2 separate regions of the Mus musculus genome follow, and region 2 is linked to region 1. Evidence: chromatin contacts called from public promoter capture Hi-C data. All regions are on one chromosome and are shown on one strand. The core of a region is the stretch at or near the end of the contact, and the rest is flanking DNA. Distances in the headings are between cores, read along the strand shown.

What was found. Promoter capture Hi-C pulls out the DNA fragments that hold promoters and counts their contacts.
Region 2: a contact with region 1 is called in a promoter capture Hi-C map of hippocampal neurons, with 4 times the contacts expected there. The contact joins the enhancer-like site here to the promoter of Sostdc1 in region 1. A contact is called at or near these places in 8 of 39 promoter capture datasets (the 3T3-L1 cell line, cranial neural crest, frontonasal cranial neural crest and 3 more).

Annotation. Positions count from the first base shown.
Region 1 is chr12:36,309,941-36,315,989 of GRCm38.p6, reverse strand. It overlaps Sostdc1 (sclerostin domain containing 1), which reads right to left and starts at 1,821. Exons shown (of 2, transcript NM_025312.3): 1 at 1,492-1,821. The coding sequence starts at 1,696.
Region 2 is chr12:37,438,758-37,444,672 of GRCm38.p6, reverse strand. The region is part of intron 12 of Agmo (alkylglycerol monooxygenase); the gene reads right to left. Among named protein-coding and RNA genes, the nearest start is that of Gm34408, 33 kb to the left of the region's middle. Within about 2 kb of position 2,017, at least 6 of the 459 cell types and tissues checked have an H3K27ac peak or open chromatin away from gene starts, as enhancers often do.

The DNA of each region.
Region 1 (6,049 bases), core at 572-3,071:
AAGGCTTATTAACCAAGAAAGAGAGGGCAAGGCTTAACAACATAGGCAGATGGTGTGTCCAAGCCAAAACTAATAAAACCTGTTGAAATTGTTCTTCTGATGCCTGAGAATTATCTCAAAGTGGACAGTGGGTCAGAAGTTTTGCTCCAATTCTGTACCCTGAACATCTACTTTAAGGCTCATAGACTAAAGGAAGTGTGCAGCATATGCCTGCATATGTATGTACATACGGAGCTAAAGTTAGAGACGGAGATGAAAGGGTTAACGGTTTGGCTGGACAATGTGCTAGGCTTGCCTGCTTTTGATTCCAGCTCACCTTCCTACAGCTGCCTTAGGAATGTACCTGGAAACAGCCAGCAATAATTTTGACTCTCCTGGCTTTTTGTTCCTCATGTATAAGGTTGGGCATTGTTGTGGTGACATTTCTCACATTGACAATGAACACCCACCACACTTTTCAGTAACCTGGTACTGCTCAGACAGACACTTCCTATGCTCTGAAATTAACTACATGCAAGGAAAACACTTCAGTTTTCTTAGTGGGATATGACCAGTCATATACGGTATGACTTTTCAAAGGTCAAAACGCTTTTACACAGTTGGATGGAGTTTAAGGTGGAGGGGCAGAGATTTGTGTAAGGTTTCCTGTACACTGTTTCTCTGCCTTTCTTCACATTCCTTACTAACAGAAATCTTTTAAAGGAAGAGAATAGAGCAAAAGTTAGAGGAAGAAATTTGAACCCCTCTAACTAGTAGTCACTTGACGTGTATGTCAATTAAGCAAACAGAAAAGGGTAAAGAAATACTCCCTGTGCCAAACATTAGCATCCTATTATGTAAAATCTCCTGTTACAAATATATACCCAGTCTTTCACAGAAACATACAATTGTCTCAATTTGACCTGTTGAATAAAGAACAATTTGGAAAACCATGATGCTCCAACGTTTTGTAGTATAGACCCGTTTAACAGTGGACATCAAGTCTTTACACCTCTCCAAACTAGACATATTTTAGACATCTGTGTGAGCAATTCCATATTTCCTGAAAGCTTCCTTTCATCCATTGTGATTCCCTATACATAGTTCCGGTTAGTTACCTTTAGACACTTCACCAGATTCCTGCACGATCTGAAATTAGCAAAGTGTAAGACGCCATGAACTTAAACTGCACACAGAACCACACTTTAAAGAAGTCTCCCTTTTGCAGAGTTTTTAAAAAGCAGCAGTTCAATACCTCGATGCATTTTTCTGTGGGCACTGGATAAACCATGTCTCTGCTTGCATTATCAAGCCACCGGCTTAATTTGTATTAACTCTAAAATCACTACCCAGGAAAGAACGCCAGCCTACACATGCACCAGATTGCTCCCAGATTGTTTTTGCAAAAGCGTAGATGGTTCACGTTAGTTTACAGCAAAAGCATTCTACAGGAGTGGGAGCTGATGCTCCCCAAAAGGAAAAAAAAAATCTGTACAAGTAAAACACACTTACTGTTTCGATCCAGTCCAGTGCTACTGAAATGCCTGCCTCCATTCCTGGCTTGATTCAGGGTGCTGTTGCTGCTGGGGTGTGCCGGGACAGGTTTAACCACATGTGAATAAAGGATTTCTGTGGCATCATTTTTAAAAGCCAAACAGTTTCTCATCAGGATGCAGAGCAGGGGAATGAGAGAGAGATGAATGGCAGGAGGAAGCATGATGAGTGGAGGATTTGCTGGGCTGAGGAGCCGCTAATTCTTTCCCCCTTGCTTCTGCACTGTGGACTGTGGAATCCCTTCCCAAGGTTCCCTTTATATAGCCAGAGGCTTGGCGTTCATTCAGGTGTAAAGTTGTGTAGGGCTTCGGAGTGAAAACACAGAGAAGGGGTGGGATCCCTACTTGACCCTGCAAAAGAATTTTACCAATGGAGAAGACGGGCTGCAGAAGAGGAGGGGCTTGCTACACAAATTGCCTGCGATTTCAGAGTTGGGCTTTACTGGTCTACGAGCTGAAGCAGGCAAGGCACAGCCCTGTCACAACTGCTACCACTTGCTCCTCAGCCAGGTCCTCTCCGGAGCCTAGGTTCATGGTCAAGTTTAATGGAAGGAAAAGTAGGTTGCTGTTCACATAAAGAGACAGAGTTTATTTTATTTTTCACACTTTTGTTCTCTATTCCCCTCAGATTAAAGAAAATTTGGGGCCTGAAGGGGCTTCTTCCCCAAAAGTTAGAAGAAGCCATATGAGTTTTTGAGTAGTGTCAGACTTGAGTAAAAGATCTATTTAGTTAAATATGTTTTGTCTCTTAAGAAGAAAACCTTTTTCCCCTCTCTTTTCTCATAAAGAGGAAGACACAGAGCTAAAACCTGCCCTCTGGACACACTTAAGTAATGCTGCTTTGATCTGCAGGAGCAACTGTCCTGCTAGGTAAATTACTGCCAGCGGTCCTGGTACTGCCAGCGGTCCTGAGTGTGTGTGTTGGGGGGTTGGGGGGTGTAATGAGCAGAACTCTGTCTGAATTAAATTAACTCATATCAGTTTTCATCTTAAAATATGTCAGCAAGGTTTAGCATTCTGCATGTCTCTTGCCCAAAAGAAAACCATTTTCTATTTATTACCCTTTACCAATTCAAAATATTTCTAGATTGTTCATATACTGCAGGTCCTGAGTTATATTTGTATTTGTCAAACATTGGTTTTGGTAACTTCCTTTGAGTCTGCTGCCTAAGTAAGTGCTGTCACCGTCTGGGCTGCTTTATTTCCATCTGACAGAGCTACTCCATGGGTTCTTTAACTCTGAAAACAAAGGGTCTAGCAGTATGAGTCAGCATGGAAGGGCACCTGCAGCCAAGCTTGGCAATCCTGAGTTCAGCATCGGAACCCACATAACAGAAGGAGAGTGGCCTCTGGGACTTTGTCCTCTAGCCCTCACATGTGTGCTGTGGCATGAGTATAGAAGCCTAAGATAAAGAAATGATTTTAAAAGAAAAGCAGGTTTCATCGGATCTATTAAGCATCTTGACTGGGACAACTTTCAAATTGCCTGTTCAATGATAAATCCAATTTTAATGGTCAGTGTGGCTGTTAGAAAAATGTCTTAGTATTTTGTATCTCTCTCCTTTATAAGTTCTTGTCCATTATAACTGCTATCCACCACCACCTCTCCTTCCTTCTTCCTTAACTGTACATATCAACAGTGGCACCTACTGACATTTTGGAACCAGCAGTTCCTTATTATATAGGCACTTCTATGCATCTTTACTACTGTCCTTGGCTTCTACCCAGTAGCTGTCTGCTGTAAGGAAAAATTCTGCTACTGCCAAATTTCTCCCGGCGTGTCAAAACCGTCCCTGATTAAGAACTAACAATGTTCTGCTTATTATTATAAAAAGAAAGTAAGCATACGAATAGAAGACTAGAATAGAAGACTAAGCATTAAATAAGAAGTGTTCTCTTTTTTCCCAGGGTACTTTGATTTTATTTTAGAAAGTATGACTGCTTATCCTTTAGAGATATAAAATATCCATGGGTTAAAACAAGATGGTGTCGGGAATAGGTGTCAAGATAATACAGTGGGGGGTAGTTAGGATTGTGGTGTTGTAAACTCACATGGGTTGAGGGCTGGCAGAGCATGATATATTCTGTTTACTCTTACATATCTTAAAAATTCTACAAAATAAAAAATTGAAAATCAGAGCCAAAGAATCAATGTTATGTATCACCAGTAGGTGGATTTCTTATTGTTGTATATGATAATTTATTACTTTAAGATCCTTCCTGGAACATGATAAATTAGATTATTTTGTAGGCTATATGTCAAGCATCCTTCCAAAATGGCATGAAGAATTCTTGTCCTGCATTAAGCGACTTCATGTTAATTGTACAATGTTCTTATCAGCAGCTAATCCAATGCCTATAGGAAGCAGGAGTCAAAATAATCAAATCCTTGTCCAATGCATTCTTTTTGTGTAGCAGAAGCAGGACATATTTTAGTTTGAATTTAATTATTAGGATGGGCTACATATTGAACAAATTAATATAGATTGTTAAATCTGCGTAACTTTTGTGTTCTGTGTTCCGTTTAGGAAGCAGCCAGATGAGGAGGGGAGGTAATGTGGATGCATATACCTACCACGGCATGAAGGGTTCGTCTAGGAAACTTCTCTGGTGAAACAGAAACAATCACAAACTTAATGTTTAGTGGGTATCTAATAATCCAAGTAGTACACTTTATTAAGAATCATTAGAGTCAACTCTTACACTGGCAGAATTATAGATGTAGACTTTAAATATCACCGTTGACTCTTTCTCATGCTCAGGTCTTCCCACCATATGTTCTCCTCTTTCTGTGGCATACTTACTCCCTCTTATTCCTTGATTAATACCTATTTTCCTTCAAGTCCATGTTGGATAGTACTAGGACTCATTCTCTTGACCTCTGTCCTTCATATCTGGGTCCAGCCCTCACACCTGGGGCTCCAGAACAGCAGGTTGGCCAGACTTATAAATGAGAAATCTTTTTTTTTAATTTCATTAACATTATATTGGAAGAAATCAGATGTTTCAACTATAAGAAAACCCTCAAACATGTCAAAAGATTGGTCAGTGCTGGTAGTAGCCAATATGGAACAAGATACATTTTTTCCCCCATGGTATTCACACCCTTGTGTCAGTCTTCCTTTCCTGACTGTGGGATGAATCTACTGGCTACTTTTCAATGAATGTGATATGCTGACATAATGAGATATGACTGCAAAGGTTAGCTTTCCACAGATGGTGACTACTGTCTTCCTCTGACTCTCTCGCATCCTTGCACCTTGCACTAATAGAAGCCACCTATCATGTGAGTTCCCAGACTGCAGCTTAGGGACTGAGACGCTCAGACAAATAGTCTAGAATTCTCAGTTACCACACAGATGCATTTGGAAGCAACTCCTTACAGTCATTCCTTTAGATGAGGTTGCAGCCCTGGACCATTCCCCAAATGCAGCCTAGTAAACAATTCTGAACCAACAACATCCTCAGTGTTAAGACACATTTATTGTTTTAACTAATTGGGCATGGGCAGATCTGTATAATATTTTGTATAGAAACAATGATGTGGTCAGTAAGTCACTTTCATACCAGGGCCATGGCACTGTCACAGACTGAACCATGAAACTTGGTGAATGCAATCAGTAGGTTAAGCTTTGGGGCCTGCTTTCTACCTCAAAGATCAGTCGTCAATATTATTCAACTGGTCATACCGAAATAATGGCATTAGAGTTTCTGCTATTGATCTAACAGGCAAAATGTGTCGCATTAATTTCCATGTTCTAATACAATTGTCCACCATGTGATTCTTGGAACTGCAATCAGAGAATCTGATTTTTTAATATATCCTTGGAGATCACAGTCACTGTCATGTTCCACTCTAGAGCTAGGTAATACTTCATTCCATAAAATAGACTAATTTCCTGCACTTGAGTCTTAGTGCTGCCATTGACAGTGTTTACGAACTTGGACATATTATCTTTTTGAAAAGTCTCTATCAATGTCCCCCATCTGTAAACATTGCCGGGCTGACTGACTTACCACAGAAAGAAATGGGCTAAATCCCCATCTAAAATGCAATGCAAAATCAATTAAGCACAGAAGAAATGTGGGGAAACTATCACTTGAGTATGATTCTAGAAGTAATATTTTTATTATAGCCTTCAAATTATAAACACGACTTAAAAACTGGAGAAGCCCTGAGTAAGGCCAGGTTTACCCAGTGTATGGCACAAATGGAAGGCTAGGAGAGTGGAGGTTGTCTGCTCCAATGACATAAGTAAATGGAGCCTGAGCACTATTTTTTTCTCAACTTTGACAAAGGAAGAATTGAGATAAATACATACAGAAATATTCATTGTGGTCAAGTATTATCTACATCTGTGATTTCATGGTCTTAATTATTTTCATATGATTCTAGTGAATAGAAAGAACTTTTTCATCAAAAAAAGAGTGAATAACCATTGTAAGTTTAGGGGGGAAACTGAACAAATACAGGATTCTCATTCATTTAAGAAGAGACTTGCTTCTGGCCCTGTCTT
Region 2 (5,915 bases), core at 768-3,267, 1.1 Mb before region 1:
AAATATATACTAGGAAAAGGCTTTGCCAAACGACTTGTGTCTAGCCAGCACTACCTTTGAAATATTCACTGCATAGCAGTTAATGTTAAGATTTATTATAGCATGTGTAAATATATTTTTGCATGTGTAGCTACAATTTAGATAATACAGTCAGTAGCAATGTACTATAGATGCATGACCTGTCTTCATTTGTGGTTCTGCTATACAGCCATAATATTATGATTTCTTACCAAAAATGAGTAGTTATCTTTAAGTTATTTTAAACAGATCAAAATTTCTAAACGCATAAAATAATTTTACAAATCCTTAGAGAAATTAGTGTAATATTTACATATGTATCCACATGTAAAACTATATAACATATAATGTAATAAATGGGAGACTAGGGAACTTTGATAAATAGACAATAATAGACAATAATCTTAATGTTGTTGTCTGCTTCGGGAAGCTAAATTAACTACTATTCTACTTATTTTAAATGTTCCTTGCATTCATGCACAAGTAGTCAATTCACAAGTAGAAAAAAGTTTCACAGAGCACTCTTGACGATATTCACACTTTCAACTCCATGGTACAAATTATGACAGCAAAAGGAATTTATCAAACTCAACCAGGGCTGGCAGGCTATGTTCTCACCACAGATATATGTCCACCCAGTTCTTTTCTTTATTTAGAAATTCTCAGTGCCAACCAAATCAAGACAGCCATGCTATTTTAAGGTTTATTTGTTTTCTTTAAATTTGGCGGACACTGTTCTTTCCTATAAAATCGGTTGACTCAATACGGAAAAAAAACATACACCATTAACTTTCAACATACCCACGTGTTATTCCTTAACTTGGAATCCTCAAACCAGTCCTAATGATTCATGTAGAAAGATGGATGGCAAATAAAAATATTCATGAAATTGTACCCCAAGCTAATTACTTAGGAGTAATTCAGTGTTCATTTAAATATGTGATGTTATCTAGATCAGTGGCATTCTCGAATATCAGGGTATGGACTGTGATTCATATCAAGTATTTGTATTTTTGATTCTAGGTGTACTTTGATACACACATTAAGTCGCTGAGTAAACTGTGCTACTTTCAATTTATCTATTACTTTTAAGTACTAGATTTTAAAATGTATATGATTTTTAAAAATTTTATTAGATAATTGTTTATCAGATCCTGTACATATTTCAACAAATTAAGATGACATAGATTTTATTTGCATCTTTGACTATAGAGTAAGATTTCCAAACTATAGAAACAGAACCATTTGACACCTGGTTCTTTAAAGTTCATGAACTTCAACATCTAAAAACATGTGTGGGATTGTCAAACATTCCGGTGCCCTCCCCGGGGGGACCCAAACATATGTAGCTGCGTATATCATGGTGTCATATGCCAACAAGTCTCCTTGAAAGAAAATTACTGTGTCCTTTTATTGGGCCTTCAAAATATCACTTCACTAAATCTGTGGGATGTGGAACCAGGGCTACTCAAAGAGGAAGTTTAACCATGGACTTTTTGATGTTTGTGTCAAACATGTTCACTCTTTCCAAATACTTCCTTCTCAAAACAAATGGAGCCAAATAATAATGCTGAAAGTATGCAAGAGAGGAGACCTTAGGCCAAAAGTTGCATTTCCATAGAGCATATTTCACAAGTTATATAACTTATAATCTCAATCAGGGTAGGCAGACATAAGAGAATGGCGTAGACATCAAGAGGTGACTGCTTATGAAACAGGGATGTCTGGTGGCCTAGAAGAGCTTAAGGAGACACTGGATGAAATCCACTCGCTCAGCCAGTCTTCTCCGCCTCATACAGGATCTTCCCAGCTGAGCCAGAGAGTTTGGAAAAAGGAGAGTAGTGGAAAGGCTGATTAAAGCCACTACTACCTGCAACACATGTGCAAAGTTTCCCCAGAGAATAGCTTTTATGCTTTTGCAAGGGGGATGGGAGAGGCAATTACAACCTGCCTGCTCAAAAGCTTAATGCTTGATAGCCATAAGTTTTCAAAAAGCCACCAGCTGCAGCAACAGGAGCCACTGCAACAGCAGCAGCAGCCCAAAGGGGCAAAATCTCTTTAACAGTCTTGTCCACCTGCCTTTGAGTGCATCATGTCAGAGGCAGCAGAGTCATGCCAGCTGTTTCTCACATCTACCACATTGGTAACCCTATGGACCATGGGCAGATAAATCAAGCCACCAGAGCAACACCTTTGCAACTTCGAATTGCAAGAGGAAGCTTCTTTCTAGTGGATTCTCAGTCCTGAAAATTAGCTGTATAGGGCAATTCAAGAGTCTGAGGCATTATAAGGCATTATAGAGGATCTGTGGTTATAATTAAGCAGTGACTTGGTTTGGTCGAATGGACTATTTTGGGGGTAAATTTTAAATTAAAAAGACTGCTTTTTGAAGTGCTTTAGAAATACTTTCGTGTCTATAGAGGGAGGTTTATTTTATTTTTATTTTATTTTTGTTACCATTTGGAGATGGTTTATGATAGCAAGTTTACATTTCCCTAGTGATCTTTACTACCGAGGTAAAACACACATGTAATAAAATTAATCATTTTCAACATACAACTGTGTGACTTTTCTACATTAATGTTTTATGAACTCTACCAAGTTCTCAGGCATCTTAATCACATTAAAATGAAAAGGTAACTTTCTACACATGTCTCTGATTGACAAATACTGAACAAGATAGTGAGTGAGTTGATGTAAACATAGGTGAGCATTGGCCTCTATGGCTTCTGTCTGTAGGAGGGCTTCAACACAGGAATCCAGATAGGTTTATGCTTGTCATATCTTGGGCACAGTTTAAAGTAAATTAGGAAAATATAGATATACTTCCTAAAGATATGTCTGTGGGAGGTGGGATGGGGTGAGAGGCAGGGGAAGGTTGAAAGGGAGAGAGTAAAATTACTTGTATTTGCTTCCAAATTTGGGATTCCAGTTCTCCCACTCCTCTGAACTGTTGCATTTCTCAGCCTGTTTGCCCTCTCTGGGAAAGGACAGTAATCCTAAGCATTTCCACGTGTTCTTCCATTTATATGCTTCACTCATCCAAACAAAACCTGCACAGCACCTCTCTTACACTCCGCCCCAGAATATACAGGTCTACCTCCAAGAATATGGAGGAGCAGAGGGCTGATGGATGAGCTGTGGTTTCAGGACTGCAGCATGTGTCATCAGCTGCCTCAATATCACAGTCTTCTGGAGAGAATGTCTGTAGACCCCAAATGTGGGAATGATCACTCCCTGACAGGTGTGTAGTTTTGTATTTTTTGTAAGAAAATATCAGAATTAATAAACTTGAAGGTAGAAAGGATTGATTGAGCTTGATCTGCATTTTAAACATGTTCTTTCCGTCATTAATAGGTTCTGTTGTTTGGGAATGTGTGGCAAACTAGAGCACCAGATGGGGAGCTCAGGGAGAATCAAAGATGTTTACTGTGGGGAAGCCAGTGAGCAAAAGAGAGGAGGAGGTAGGGGTTTGCATTATTCCCTTCAAGAGCATGTCCCCAACATGGACTTCTCCTATTTGACCTCTTTGATACCATTTCCTAATTGCATCACAACTTACGGAACAAATCTTTAACATAGGGCCCATTGACACATTTCAAATTCAAATCAGTACAACTGTAGGGACCACTCTGAAGGGCTGAAGAAACGTTCTCTCCAACAGAGTACTTTTTAGTCATGAGATGTGTTGCCTGAATTGTTGAATGGCTCCAGTAGGCTACCCATAAACAAATTAATGACACTAATGGTAATGAACTGGAATGCATCACTTTTTGTTTAAAAGCCAATGCTTTTAAAATTCTAGTGAAGATTATTACTCTTTATTTCTAAGGAAAGATTTTAGGCAAAAAAATTTCTCAGAAGTTCTTTATTTCAATATCCCTAAATTCCAACAAGTGATTTAGCAATAATGTAGACATTTTTAAAGAGTCTACATTTTTAAATGTACTTTTAAATAAGCAATATTCTTAAACCATTATCAATGGAAGTACCATAGAAGTTGCTACATACAAAAATTACTGATACTGACCTCATGGAAAATATCTAAATTTGTAGATTTAAATTACAGGACAACAAAGAGAATGTGTCCAACGTGCACATAAATGGATACAAATGTCATGAAAGCCCAGTAGTTAAGACTTTAGGTCTTAGCAGGGCAATGGTGACTCACGCCTTTAATCCTAACATTCAGGAGGCAGAGGGAGACAGAGGCAGGCAAATTTCTGAGTTTGAGGCCAGCTTGGTCTACAAAGTGAGTTCCAGGACAGCCAGGGCTATACAGAGAAACCCTGTCTCAAGAAAACAAAAAACAAACAAACAAAGACTTAGGTCTTCTCTCTCTCTCTCTCTATATATATATAATCATATATATACACACACATACACACACACACACACACACACACACACACACACACATATATAGGGATATATATATAGGGATATATGTGTGTGTGTGTGTGTGTGTGTGTGTGTGTGTGTGTGTTTAAGATTTTAGTTGCTTCTACCCTGCCATTCCATTGATAGCAGATAATGAGAACCACAAGTCGATAAACTACTTATACAGCAGTTACAATATTATTTAGAATATTGTCATTTACCCAGTTACTGTTGTCCTCTGAATGTGAACTAGATTTCAATGAACAACATAGTCCTTATCCTTTTAAAATGAAATTAGTCATGAACAGCTTCTAAATATATTACTAAGATCTATTTTTGTAGCAATATGACTTTTTGACTGATTAAGTTTCACCATGGGCCACCCTTCCTTCAAGTGATAGTTCAGAAGCACCGGGTTTTTTATTATTATTATAAAATTATCAAGTGTTATAAATAGGCTTACAAATGAACTTAAAATAATAAGGGTTATTCTTGAAATTATTTTATATGCTTAACTTGTAGTAAGGACAGACAAACATCCTGAAATATATTCTCTCTACCCAAGGTTATCTATCATTTTCATGAATGTCTCACAAATATATATATCTTCAATTACATTTCTATTATTTCCAGGCCTATAAGGCATGTACAGAAAAAAAAAGAAAAGAAAGGAAGAGAAAAGAGGAGAGGAGAGGAGAGGAGAGGAGAGGAGAGGAGAGGAGAGGAGAGGAGAGGGGGAAGGGGAAAAAGGGAAAGGGAAGAAGGGAAGGGGAAGAAGGGGAAGAAGGGGAAGAAGGGGAAGAAGGGAAGAAGGGGAAGCAGGGGAAAGAAGGGGAAAGAAAGAAAGAAAGAAGGGGAAAGAAAGAAAGAAGGGGAAGGAAAGAAAGAAGGGGAAAGAAAGAAAGAAGGGGAAGGAAAGAAAGAAGGGGAAAGAAAGAAAGAAAGAAAGAAAGAAGGGGAAGGAAAGAAAGAAGGGGAAAGAAAGAAAGAAGGGGAAGGAAAGAAAGGGGAAGGAAAGAAAGGGGAAGGAAAGAAGGGGAAGGAAAGAAGGGAAAGGAAAGAAGGAGAAAGAAGAGGGAAGAAGGGGAAGAAGGGGGAAAGAAGGGGAAGAAAGATGGGGAAGAAAGAAGGGGAAGAAGGGGAAGGGGAGAAGAGAGAGAAGAGAAGAGAAGAGAAGAGAAGAGAAGAGAAGAGAAGAGAAGAGAAGAGAAGAGAAGAGAAGAGAAGAGAAGAGAAGAGAAGAGAAAAAAAAGCAATTGGGTGCACATGTCTGGATTTCAATGGAGATAACAGAACAGGGTTTATAAAACTTGCTGTCAAAATCATTTAGATGGCGTTTAAACTCACAGGGCTAGATAATGTTTCTAATGATCTAAGAAAGGAGGCCATGAGACTAAAACCAAGTCATGAAGCACTAAGACAGTTGAACATTAGTAAGTAGAATGGCTCCAGTGGCTGAGAAAGAATAATTAGCAAAGAACAGAACCAGCTAGAGCTCATTGCCTTGGAAAACAACC